3 separate regions of the Gossypium hirsutum genome follow, and all the other regions are linked to region 1. The links are chromatin contacts, called in public Hi-C maps. All regions are on one chromosome and are shown on one strand. The core of a region is the stretch at or near the end of the contact, and the rest is flanking DNA. Distances in the headings are between cores, read along the strand shown. Region 1 holds the start of LOC107960652 (DNA polymerase eta). Region 2 holds the start of LOC107914098. Region 3 has its middle 21 kb from the start of LOC107957706.

Region 1 (4,195 bases), core at 1,254-3,753:
ACACGGTAAAATGATTGCACAGGAGATTAACACATTGACTTCATGACATGCTAAAATCATAGAGCACTTTTTATTAAGAAAAACTCTTACAGCAGGAACCGTCTTTAATGCCCGAGGGCCAGGAAATGTCTTTCCAGAACCATGGCTCTTAGGGAGAAGGCGTCCCTCAACTTCTTCTCCACTGATTCCTCTTGCAATGTTCCACAGCCAAGTTCTACATCCCATGCAAAACATAGGTATTTAGGAACCAGATTTAGATAGTTGTTAAATGAATCAGCAAATGTTAAAGAAAATCTTAAAATGGTAATTTCTTCTGGTGGATCTTGACCATATAAAGATTAAAACAAGAAGTCAACATCTAAATGTAAATTTGGAAAGTGCTAGATAACAGCTCTTGATGCAGCATAATTTTTAAATTTTAAGAGAAGCTGTAATGATCTGAGATATATCAGACATGTGCAAAAGCCCCATTAATATTAGGTATTGACCCTGTATTTATGCCATAACGTTCTTGAAGCTTCTCCTCTGGAAACTGCAATAGATCTCCAACAGTGTTCACACCCATGTCCATTTGCAAGGAAATCCCCAGCTTGCCTCCAAGCTGTTTCCTGGCAAGAAAGTTTCTAGTCAAAATAATGTGTCATGAATTAGGAGAGAAGTAACTACTCTGCTGCGGATGTTTATATATCATTCCTCAAGGAAATTAACTATTTCTCACTCAACATTTCAGTTACATCCAGAAATTTTAGAAACTTACATTTTTCTTATAGGCAAGGTATCGAGCAATCCCTTTACTGATGAGAAAGGTACAACAGTTTGTTGTGCAGGTTTATTCATACCGCTAGCAAGTTTCGCCAGCATCTGGTGATAAAGTCAGCATTAGGACGATGTCATAGGTCAGTAAAAGTTACCTTTATACAGAACCTTATGGTACTGGCAGAAAAACTACAGATGAGCGAAAAAACTTTTAGCTACCTTATTATGAGCAATGCCTGCAGAACAAGTGAATTCTGTCTCTTTTAAAACCTGCATCCTAAGTTCTGCAACAATGAGGATACCGCAAGCTAGTAATTTATCACGGTGATCAGCATTGTGCCTATGTATCCACTTCCTAACATTTTCTTTCACGTCACTTCCGTCCTGCACAGTTGCATATACAGTATAATATCTTAGGTGGTGCAAAATCCTACCACTGCAAAAATGCCAAATATGTACACAATGATCCCAACTAGAGACCAAAATTTAAGACAGGATACATATACAAGCCTACAAACTTGTTAGATTTCGTAGCGATAGAGGCATCTATGTTCCAAGGACATTGCACTTAAGCTAAACTCACATATGTTGGCATCTGTCCATCAACAGAGGTGCCATTAACTCGTAAATAACTCCAACATCAAGCATTATTAAATGTTATGACAAAAGATCCAAAGCATGGCAGTAAACCTCATTATTTAGCCCTAGAATATGTGATTTAAGAGCTTCCTCATCTATTGTCTCCATGCCTTGCGGAGGATTGTCGGCTAGCATCATTTCAGCTGCATCAGTAAGATCAAGATACACTTCATCAATGGAAGCCCTTTCACATCTACCTCTCCTTGCAAGAATAGATACCACCTGTGAATTTTGTTAAAAATTCAGCAATAAGATGGGTTTCTAATGAACTACTGAAAGTATATACTTGAAAGAGTACAATTGTTCATCAAATCGCCGGCACCTCAGAGCCTGCATTCCGGTACCCGCTCAAATCAGCTTTACCACGGGCCACAGGCACTTGGACCAACTGAACTTGTGGGCAAACCTCCTTTGCTTCCTCGCCACGCATTGAACTGAAAACCACACATAAGATACAAAAAAAAGGGGGAAGAAAAAAGAAAACACAGCTTATCAATTGAGAATCCTGAAAATGATTACTTTAAAAATTATAATTACCGCTTAATCCCGAATTTACGAGCCTCATAGCTGACTGCAATCAAAGCCCCTCCTTTCCATTCATTGTACTGTACAACAGCAGTAGGTAAACCCCGTAATTGCGGCTGCTTTCTTTGCTCCACTATAGAGTATAATGTTTAACGATATTAATTACGCCAGAAATTGAGATTCCATAGAGAAAGACAAGTTTGAGAAATTGGAACAGAACAAACCGAAATGGAAAATGAAGAACTGGTCGGAAACCTAAGTAACATATACATAAATAAAATTAAATCGCATAAAAAACCTTGAACATAGAAGCAATCCATGTCAACATGAGCAATCACCCTGGAATCAGACGATTCTGGTTTTGCCACTGGCATTGCTCGCTCTCCTCTTTTCCCTCCAAATCTTCTATAATCTTCACCTTTATCAACCAATAAGGAGAGCCAAAAAAAAAAAAAGGAGGGTAATTTAACAGAGTACGTCCAGTGCCCGCCCGTCCCGACCTCAACACATCGTTTCGACTGTAAAAACGCGGTGCAACGCGACACTCCGTTATCGTTTTAGTCATTGTTTCTAATGAAGGGTCAAAAGTTCAAAAAAGAAAATTCATTTTAGGCTGTGTACTTGGGTTTAGAGCTGATCATGGGCCGGCGCCTGAAGGCCTGCCTGAAAAATGGGATAATTTGGATAAGAATATAGGCCCAAAAATGGGTTTGAGTAAAAAAATGAGGCCCGTTTAGAAAACGGGCCGAGCCTCAAGTAAGAGTTTTTTGGTCCAGGCCCAGCCCGGCACGGCCCGAATTATATATTAATATATTTTTATTTTATTTTTAATCATTTTAAAATTTTAATATAACCATTTTTTATTATATTGTTAATTTGTGTATTGTTTTAATAATTGTTTTAGTATCATTTTTATTTGTTTTAATATTTGTTTTTATGTTTTTAAATATATTTGATTTATTATATTTTAAAATTTTTTTATTTAATGAAATAAGAATTTTTTTTAATATGGGTCGGGCCGGGCTTGGACAAATTTTTAGGCCCATATTTTGGATCGGGCTGGGCTCGGGCCTAGTAGACGGGCCTAAAATTTTGTCTAAACTTGGCCCGAACCCGGGCCGGCCTAGCCCATGATCACCTCTACTTGGGTTCTAGTTTGATGAGTTAATTTTCGTATTGATTTATTTTATTTTTTTATTTTTTATATATGTATTTGTAATTATTTTATATTTTTACTTAAAAAAAATTAAAAATTATCAATTGTAAGCTATTTTTAATCGTATTGCACATAATATTCCATTTTGTATATTGCATTGTTTGATTTACGAGGTAAAAATAAAGAATCCCAACTCAAAAATGCTTGTGGTGCATGTCATAACATGAATTGACAGTAACTCAAAGCAACTTCATAACAACTTTACATCTTTTATCAGCCTCATTATGGACGTGTTCATTGCAAGTTTCCTTCCAACATTCTTTGTTTAATCCTCATATTTATACCAAATTCCAATATTCAAATTTGTTAATATAATGTAGAATAAAAAGAAAGATAAGAAGGAAGATGTGATGGTGTTGAATAGGTTGATTCATTTTGAGAGGCAGAAAGCTGAAAAAGAAAAAGGATATGAAGGTAGCTAAGGAGGAGATTGAAATGGATAAATGCTCAAAGATTGCTTAAGGACTCTAAGGTCCCTTTATTATCTTTTAGAAATGAATTAATAAGAGAGATATTTTTATCTATTAGTGTGACGTGACAACACATTATAGAGTGGTTGTCATTAGGGAGGACGTGTATCGTGTGACCCATTCTATTATGGTAGTACGAGGTTGTTATGCTAAGGTGGGGCATGATAGTTTTTAGGAATGTGTTTACATTTAAGGAGTGTTCACACTTAAAAAGTGAGTGATTGGCAATAATGCTTGTCTAATAGGTGGACTGTACTAAAAGCGAGAGATTTAGGTCTTTTAGAAGGAAGTGGGTGTATAACTTATAAGTTGCTATTGCTACCAAGAGCTGAATGGAGAGTAGAGATTTAGGAGGGCTTATCATTAAGACAATCAGATAGAGTTGAAGATCTAATTATGATTATTTTTCGAATAGTTTATTATGCTGGCACGTGCCCAAATTTAAAGGAAGTATAACAAGTATGCTTTTTTTAAAGTTGATATGTAATTTTCTTTTTATTATAAATGGTACCTAAAGTGTGCTTCGTTACTTTAAGTGGTATTTCAACTAGATTTTGTTATTCAAATTATCTTTGCAGTTAAAAAAATT
Region 2 (4,195 bases), core at 982-3,481, 800 kb after region 1:
TCGAGGGTTCGAATAAGGGACAATATATATGAGTTTGATTGGTTTCTGACCTGAATATTATATGATATGCGATGTTTGAAATTTTTGTCTGTTTGATCTATAAACTTCGGTAATGCTTTGTAATCCGGTTCCGGCGATGAATACGGATTAAAGATGTTACAGTTTAAACATGTAGGTTAATATTAATATGGAATAAGTTAATATTAATATGGAATAAGGTAAGATAGAAAATCACAATGTATATAATTCTTCAAGCTTAATGTATTAGTGGTTTAAACACGAAGGTGGAAGACTTTTTTAAGATGCTAGAGATTATGTCAATGAAAGATCACATTACTATGCGAGGATTGAAGGGTTTAAGGAATTTAGTTTTGTATTTTATGTATTAGAAAAGTTTGAAATGACATGTATATAAATTAAATGTATTTTATATTGAGTTTGTAAAGTTTTTATGACGTGTCTAACGATTTTAATGCTTTCAATATAAGTTTTGGTATTGATTTGATTTAATCATATTTTTAAAATAATTTTTGTTCAAATGATGTTTATATTGTTTTGAAGTGAACTGAAATTTAATGGTATGTTTTGATGATGCTTGATAATGGTTTGAAGTGTTTTTTAAAAATTGGTTTCTTGCATCAAGTTCCAAGACTAGGTCCTTTAAGTATTGAGACTGGCAAGTCGGTAGCTAACAAGCTACACTAGAGTAGCTAAGTCTAGAGACTTGCTATTTGAGTCTCGAAACTTATCTCACTGGACATGTATGATTGTGTTTTTAATTATTTTAAATTTACGTAATTTCGTTTTATATTTAAAATATGTCCAAACGATTAAAAAAAAGACTCAAATTGATTTTAAAAATATTTTCAAAGTTTTCTAAATTTTGAATGTTGACTAATGATGGAATAATGTTTTTGTTAAAAAAAAACAATGGAGAAAATGTAACTGTGATATTATTTATCTACATTGGATGTCAGATGGAATAAAAGATGTCCAACCACAAATCATGTACTTTTGGTTGGGACTTGGATCAAGTCTTTAGTTGGCGTGCTTAGATATGGACATGGGATAATGATATGGAAGTTGGAACATTATCTTCTTTTTGGTTAAAATAAAATTGTGGATTTGCTCTTAACAAAAATCCGAAATTCATCTTCTCAATGTAAATTTCCCCCACATTTCTTTTAAATTTGCTTTATTTTTGCTCATCTCTGAAGAATATATTTTCTTTTTAACATTCACAATATGATAACAATGAAATTAAAAAAGAAAAGAAAAGAAGCTATGGGTTATTTTGTTTGTGCAGGAGATTAACAATACTTTCCAGCTATTGGGGAAGATTACAATTCTTAGTAAAAATGTTAGTTGAATGTAAAAACTCTGCTTTTCTTGTCTTTGGGATTTTATTTCTTTATAATTTTCAAGTTTGACCTACAATTTTAGGCTGAAATTTGTACCAATTTTTAAGTTATAAGCATTTTGGGTAAAAAATACAGGCAAATAGTTATGGGTTTCTTTCAACCCTTGAATCTACGGGATTTTACATAGAACTTGAGGTGATCTAGGGGATGTTCTCGGGTTAAAAACTTTTAAATATAATATTCAAATTTAATTTTTTAACTAAATTATTCAAATATCAAAAATAATATTCACACTTGCACAAAAGATTTGATTGAAATGATAAAATAAATAAACTGTAATAATCGGATATTTAAAAAATTATATCAAAGTTTTAAAAATGTAAATACAAATTGTAAGTTGAAGTACTACTGTACTACGGTTATACCTTATTTTTCTAATGAAGAGGAACGAACAAAGCGTAAGCTGGAAGGGAGCGTGAAAGACCAAGGATCGACCACGGGTAAACACAGCTTTTCTGACTTTCAAAGCTAAGGGAACCCTCCACGTTGCAATATTTAGTAGAGACATGCCCTTATTCAATAAAGAAAGGTAAGTCTTCAACATCCAAAGCCCACTCCCAAATCAGGAATAACTGGATCACTAACCAAGCGCCACCGTTCGACTGACTTTACACCTTTACCCCTTTAACATACCATCTGTCGAGCTGTACTGGCGAGTAAATTGTAATTCAACTATTACAGCGAGTACATCTACTTTCTTAAGGTCCCGGCTTTTCAAAAGAGCGCCAAAACTGGCCATTTGAAAATTTGAATTCAAACTGCCGATTCTGATCCTTATTCTTTTATTTTTTTATACCGGAAAACGAACGAACGGACAACATTTAGTCGTTTATTATATACGCTGAAAATCTCTCTCGTTATAGTTCTTCAGCAGCTTTTCTTCATGGAAAACAAATTAGTGTTTTCTTTTCTTTTAAAAGTTTGAATTTCAGTTAGATTTCCGTTTTGTTTTCTTTCCTTAATTATTGTAAAGAGATGGATTTTCATGGCATGAAGAGAAAAGTACTGCAGGGGTTGTGTAAAAAACATGGCGTCCCTGCAAATCTCACTAACCGTGAAATGGCGGATCGTTTGACTTCCATTTTTAAGGTGCCTTCTCTTTCATTTATTCATCTTCTTGTTCTTTTTTTCTATTCTAATAAATTTCTTTGACTTTCATTTGGGAATGGAATTTATAAATTAAGGCTAAATTTCGAGAATGTGAACAGTTCTCTGTAAGGTGCCTTCTCTTTCATTTATTCATCACCTTCTCCAATGCTTTTTTTTTTGTAGATCTGAAAATGAATTTAAACGAGAAGCATTAAACGCTAAATTTTGGTGGTGAAATTTGTTTTTCTCTGCTTTATTGCGCCTTTAAGCATTCGAAATTAGAAGATTAAGCACTCCTTTCGTTTTTTTTACTGTTTGCATTCAGTGAAGCGTAAGTAAAATCAAATAGAAAAAGCAAATAATATTTTTGAACGGCTTAACTAGATTGATGTTCTATTTCGTTAACTAGATTAAACACTCCTTTTCTTCGAAATTGATTTTCCTTTTGGAGATTAAAAAAAAGAAGCAAGTATCACAGTAAATATCTGTGGTACATTGCTTCACTTCAGTTATTACATATAACCAACTCAGTTCTTTTAATGTTTTTTTTTTGTTTTAAACAGGAAAATGAAGATCCTGTTTCGTTAGAAGAGTCCAGCAGTATTCCAGAAGAAATATGTAGTGAAAATGAAGCTAAGATTGTCAAAAAGCAGTTAAAGAAAGTCAGGTTTAGTTCTGACAATGAAACCATTGAGTACGAGGTTTCTGTCTATCAGCAGCGTAGAGGAAGGTCTAGGAGGCAAACGTTGTCCAAGAATCCTGCCCAGGTGCTTGAAAATGTTCCAGATAGTGAAGATTCCAGAAACTCTGAGGGCTGCCAAGTTAGAGTCACAAGGTCTAGAGTGCAAAATGCAGTTGAAGAAGCTGTGCATATGGCTCCTTCGCCTCCTGTTGGGAGAAAGAGAGGTAGAGTAGGCAAGAAGGGTAAAGATGCTGAGGAGGTGGTCAGTGATTCTGAGGGTTTAGAATTGGGTCAGAAAGAAGATGTCAAGAATGGTCATGATAAAGTTACTGGTGGGTTAAGAGGGAGGCAGTTACGAAGTAGGAAGAACGTGAGTCAGGAAGGTTCAAAGAAGATAAGGGACGGCAAAGAAGGTGACGAGGTACATTTGTTGGATGACAATTCTGAAGGCAAAAATGGTCCAAAGCAGCAATCAACCAGGAATTCTAGAAAAGGAGATCAGTCTGTGGCATTCAGCAGTGAAGTGGAAAAGGTTGAAGTTGGTTCTAGGGTGACACGGCAGTCAAGCGCACAATCCAAAGATGTAGCTTCTATGGTTGAAAAGGAGGTTAAAATAGTTGGGATAAAGGAAGGGTATGAAGCAGAGAAACCTGTAAGACGATCAAAACGTAATTCGGAGAAAGACTTTGCTACATCAGTGAAAAGTGATACACAGGTGACAGAGGTTCGGGAGCACTCTGAAAAGGATAATGCACTCGTGGAACATCCAGAATGTTCAAGGAGATATTCTTCCAGGCGAAAAGCTGTTGTATCTCAGAGTGGCAAAGGGGGAAATAAGGAAGAATTCTTGAAAGAAGAGACCAGAAAACGAAGCAGGAGTGCTGAATTGGAGGCAATTGTTGAAGAGAGTAGTGAGGTTGAGAAGGTCAAGTGTGTCGTTACTTCACAACAACAAGCCCCCTCGAGGAGGAGCAGACGCAAGACTGTGGCTCTTACCGCTCCA
Region 3 (4,195 bases), core at 644-3,143, 640 kb after region 1:
TCAAGTAGTATTCTCCAAATCTCATATGTAGAAACTTGTAAAGTTTGGCAAACCTCCATTCCTCTTCGTAGTCGTCAGCTCAAAACATAAACCTTCCATCCCCATACAGCATCGAATCCGTATGGAAAAAGAACAATCCTTCAAACAGTCCTTGGGTGCTCCTATATTCACAGCCTTAATCACTCCCACCAAGCCAACTTCGAGCTTGCTTTAATCAGAACTCAAGATATCAATTCTCCCAAAAGTCAACCCACGGTACACTCCCCCTAACAACATACGCATGCATTTTTTTAAAAATAGCTCCACAGGTCATACCTTCAAAAGCCAACTTGGGAGCCCCTGTTACCTTGACTATTACCAAGAAACAAGAACCAGAAAACTACAGCACACCAAAGCTCTTTCACAAACCCTCTGTTCAAAGATTAACTCTAAGGCCTTCAATGATAATTATATACCAATGTTTTACATCATAATACTTCTCCCAGAAAATTTCTCTTTTCTTTTTATTTTAGCTTGTTTCTTGCTTTCTTTTCGAAGCACTAATTCATCCACCTCATAGAACAACTTCCATTTAAGGTTTTTATTCTCTCTTTTTTTTTTTTAATTCCCTACATGCGCTAACCTTATGTTAACTCAATTGGAACTTTCATGGGGTTATTCACCATAACAATTATTTCTATTAATTTAAAATTTTTGGGTTTAACAATATCAACATAACTAGTTGTAATCACCAGTAGTTTTTGTACATTGTAAAAGTTGTAGATTTAGCTCTTGTACTTTAATTTGATCATTTCAGTCTCTATACTTTTCAAATTTTAAAATTATAGTCCTAACTCAAATAATAGAAATTAAATTTATTTAGTTAAATACAATTACTAGTTGTATATTGTGCACGCTTGAAATTTTGGTCTTGAAGTAAATGGTAATTGTTAATACAAGAACTAGATTTTTAGCGAGTAATATATAGAAATAAAAAGTTGACATGGCATTACACATATGATAGTTTATCACATCAAATTTTGAAAATAACATAATAAATTTAATAATTATCTTTTGGTGAATATTGAAATTTTAAATTTTGAAAAACATAAAAACTAAAAATGACCAAATCAAAATATAATGATAATCCACAATTTCCTAAAGTAAAAGCACTACTAGCAGAATTTAACCTTCTAATTATCAACAGGGCGAATATAAAGATAGGTAGCCCCCCCCCCCGGTAAAATTCCTTTGTATGTAACTTAAAATTATAAAATTATGAATTAATATAATGATAAATTTGTATTTTGGCATCTAAGATTTTATAATTTAATTCTGATCCTCGTTTAAATTTTTTTTGCCTTCGCTCTAATTACTAATACTATGAAAATTTACTCACATAAACAAAATTTGAAGATTTAGTTTAATAAATAATTTTAAATGTAAATATAGAAAATTTAAAATAGTTAAAACATAAATTTTAAAAGTTAATTTAAAATATTAAAATTTTATACCAATCGATATAAGTTAATACAAGTTGATATTAGCTGAAATGGATCAAAACACACCAGAATAATTAAAATGAAATAAAATTTTAACCAAAATGAAACATAAATTATTTATTACCAATTTAAAATCAAAACGATATATATTTATCAATATCAATACCATACCAACTTCCATGGTTTTACCTTCGAGGCACATTCAATACTAAAATTAGGCATATGATCAAACTGAAAATTTTAAAGAAACTACGATTGGGTGACTTGTTGGATGGTTACAATATGTGGTATGTGTCATGATCCCATTGGGGGCTTGGGAGATGCATCATTGGGTGCATGAAATAGGGGATATCTTTTATCTGGTATGGGCTTTTTTCGCCCCCATGGACTTAATGATTTTTAGGCCAGTTTTTGGGGGGTTGGTATTTTCCTCTCCAACAGAGTCCAATGTCGCGAATGTGAATATTTTGGGTATATCCGAGCTAAGCATGCCAATATTCTCAAGAAAAATATATACTTCAATATCAAAAATTTAAAACTGGAAGAATATATTAGCAACTATGGACTACTAGCAGAATTTAATCGCCTAATTATCAGCAGGGCGAATATAAAGGTAGGTAGTGTAGCCTTGCCCCCAACAATAAAATTTCTTTGTAAGTCACGAATATAAAGATAAAAGTTATCTTTTGACTCCAAAATTTTATAATTCAAATTTGATTTCATTTAAATATTTTTCTACCTTTCCCCTTAATTACAATTATAAAAATTTACTAACATAATCAAAATTTGAAGATATAGTTTAAAAACTGATAATTTTAAATGTAATTATAGAAAATTTAAGATGGTTAAAATACAAAATTTAAAAATTAGTTTAAAATATTAAAATTTTGTATCAAACCATAAAAATCGATACAAATCAATATTAACTGCAATGAATCAAAACATATTGAAGTGATCAAAACGCATTAAAAATTTGACCAAATTGAAATATAAATTATTTGATATGATTTTAAGATTGAAACGATACCTACTTACCAATATCCGTACAATATCAACTTCCATCGTTTTATTTTTGAAGCACACGCGATATTCAAATTAGAAATATTATGAAATTGAAACCTATGATAAGAAAGCTATGATTGGGTGACTTGTAGGATGGTTACAAATGGTAAGGGTACACTGTTTCATGCTCTCATTGGGAACTTGGGAGGTGCATCAGTGGGTGCATGAAATGATTCGTGAGTCTAGAAATAGGGGATATCTTTATCTTCTTCGCTCCCACGAACTTCTCTTGATGATCTTTAGGTCATTTTTTGAGTTGTTGGTATTTTACTCTCCAACAGAACCCAATGTCGCAAATGTGAACATTTTGGGTATATCCGAGCTGAGCAAGCCAACATCCATATAAATTGTTATCCGTCAATATAAAATTTATTTATTTTTTATATGATTATGTACGCTATTTTTGTTAAAATTAATTTAATATTTTAATTAGTTATTTGATATAAATATTCAAATATGGATATTTATTAAAAATATTCTTTTCAAATTGATATTATCAATGTTTATTTGAAAAATTCAGTTTGTTAGGATATGAACCATTTACACGAAAGAAAATGTTAACGAGTCATTAAATAATCTTTAATCAGACACCAATTACATAATAGCAATATAAGTTTATTTCTTCTGTAACATCTAATAGTTATATTATATTATTAATTGCAATGTCACATTTTACAGTTCCCATATCTGACCCTAACAATAAATCCGTATTTGTGAGCCCAAAAATACAAAAGAGCATAAAAAATGAAAGACGAATTTTTTATCTTCGTCTTCAACCCAAAAGCGGCATTAAGTAAGCTCTTTCAATTTTAATTTGGATTATTAGTAAGTTTATATTTTAGCCATTTAATTATTCGAAAATTTTTATTTAAGTCACTAGGCTGTTAAAAGCATTGTTATATAGCCTTGTATGTTCGCACAACCTACACTAATCGAAAGTTCTTGTTCCCCTACTCTTCTACAGCTAAGTTTTTTTTTATAAAACAACTTTGAACATCACAAATATATTTAAAAGTTTTCATTTAAGTCAGTGGGTTATTAAAATTATTATTATATGACCTTATTTGTTCACACTATCTGCACCAATCAAAAGTTTTCATTCATCTTCTTTTCTACAGTTAAGTTTTTTCATGAAACGACTCTAAACATCATGAATTTGTAAACCAAAAGCCAAATAGTTATCTTATCTAATCTCTGGAATTAACTATTAGATCGCCTTAGATCTAAGATATGTTCTACTATTTGATGAGTACCAATCTACCATATCGATCATCGAAACATCACGTGGAGTTCGCTAGTCAGACTTTTAAAATAAAATTAAGAATCTAATGACTTAAATAAAAAATTTTGAATAATTTATTGACTTAAACAAAAAAATTTAAATAATTTAATACTTATTTTATAATTTTTTAAATTTAAATAATCAAAACATAAATTTATTAATAATTTAATCACCTCAAATATAATTTAAACTTTTAATTTACCCACTCTCTCTCTTTTTTGCTAGGAGCTAAAACGATTAGAGCACGTGTCGAAATGAATGTTGTAAAACTCCCTCTTTTTTTCCTTACATAATAGCTTACAAAAAAGATTTTGTTATAATTTCTTTTCTTTAAAAAAAAACAAAGTCTTAAAGCCTTACACGTCTGTGC

The links. A called contact is a pair of places that touch in the nucleus more often than the background predicts.
Region 2: a Hi-C map of leaf shows a contact between it and region 1, with 2.5 times the contacts expected there. The contact joins the promoter of LOC107914098 here to the promoter of LOC107960652 in region 1. A contact is called at or near these places in 3 of 34 Hi-C or Micro-C datasets (anther and leaf).
Region 3: a Hi-C map of leaf shows a contact between it and region 1, with 2.7 times the contacts expected there. The contact joins the enhancer-like site here to the promoter of LOC107960652 in region 1. A contact is called at or near these places in 6 of 34 Hi-C or Micro-C datasets (callus, hypocotyl, leaf and 1 more).

Annotation. Positions count from the first base shown.
Region 1 is chrA05:26,786,655-26,790,849 of Gossypium_hirsutum_v2.1, reverse strand. LOC107960652 (DNA polymerase eta) reads right to left here and starts at 2,503. Exons shown (of 15, transcript XM_016896961.2): 1 at 2,219-2,503; 2 at 1,933-2,053; 3 at 1,718-1,829; 4 at 1,447-1,617; 5 at 976-1,140; 6 at 758-861; 7 at 489-608; 8 at 91-214. The coding sequence starts at 2,294.
Region 2 is chrA05:25,990,166-25,994,360 of Gossypium_hirsutum_v2.1, reverse strand. LOC107914098 reads left to right here and starts at 2,231. Exons shown (of 16, transcript XM_016842848.2): 1 at 2,231-2,510; 2 at 3,074-4,195. The coding sequence starts at 2,397.
Region 3 is chrA05:26,142,364-26,146,558 of Gossypium_hirsutum_v2.1, reverse strand. No RefSeq gene overlaps it. Among protein-coding and RNA genes, the nearest start is that of LOC107957706, 21 kb to the right of the region's middle. Within about 2 kb of position 1,893, at least 2 of the 9 cell types and tissues checked have an H3K27ac peak or open chromatin away from gene starts, as enhancers often do. A contact at or near this core is called in hypocotyl and leaf, where this site is marked.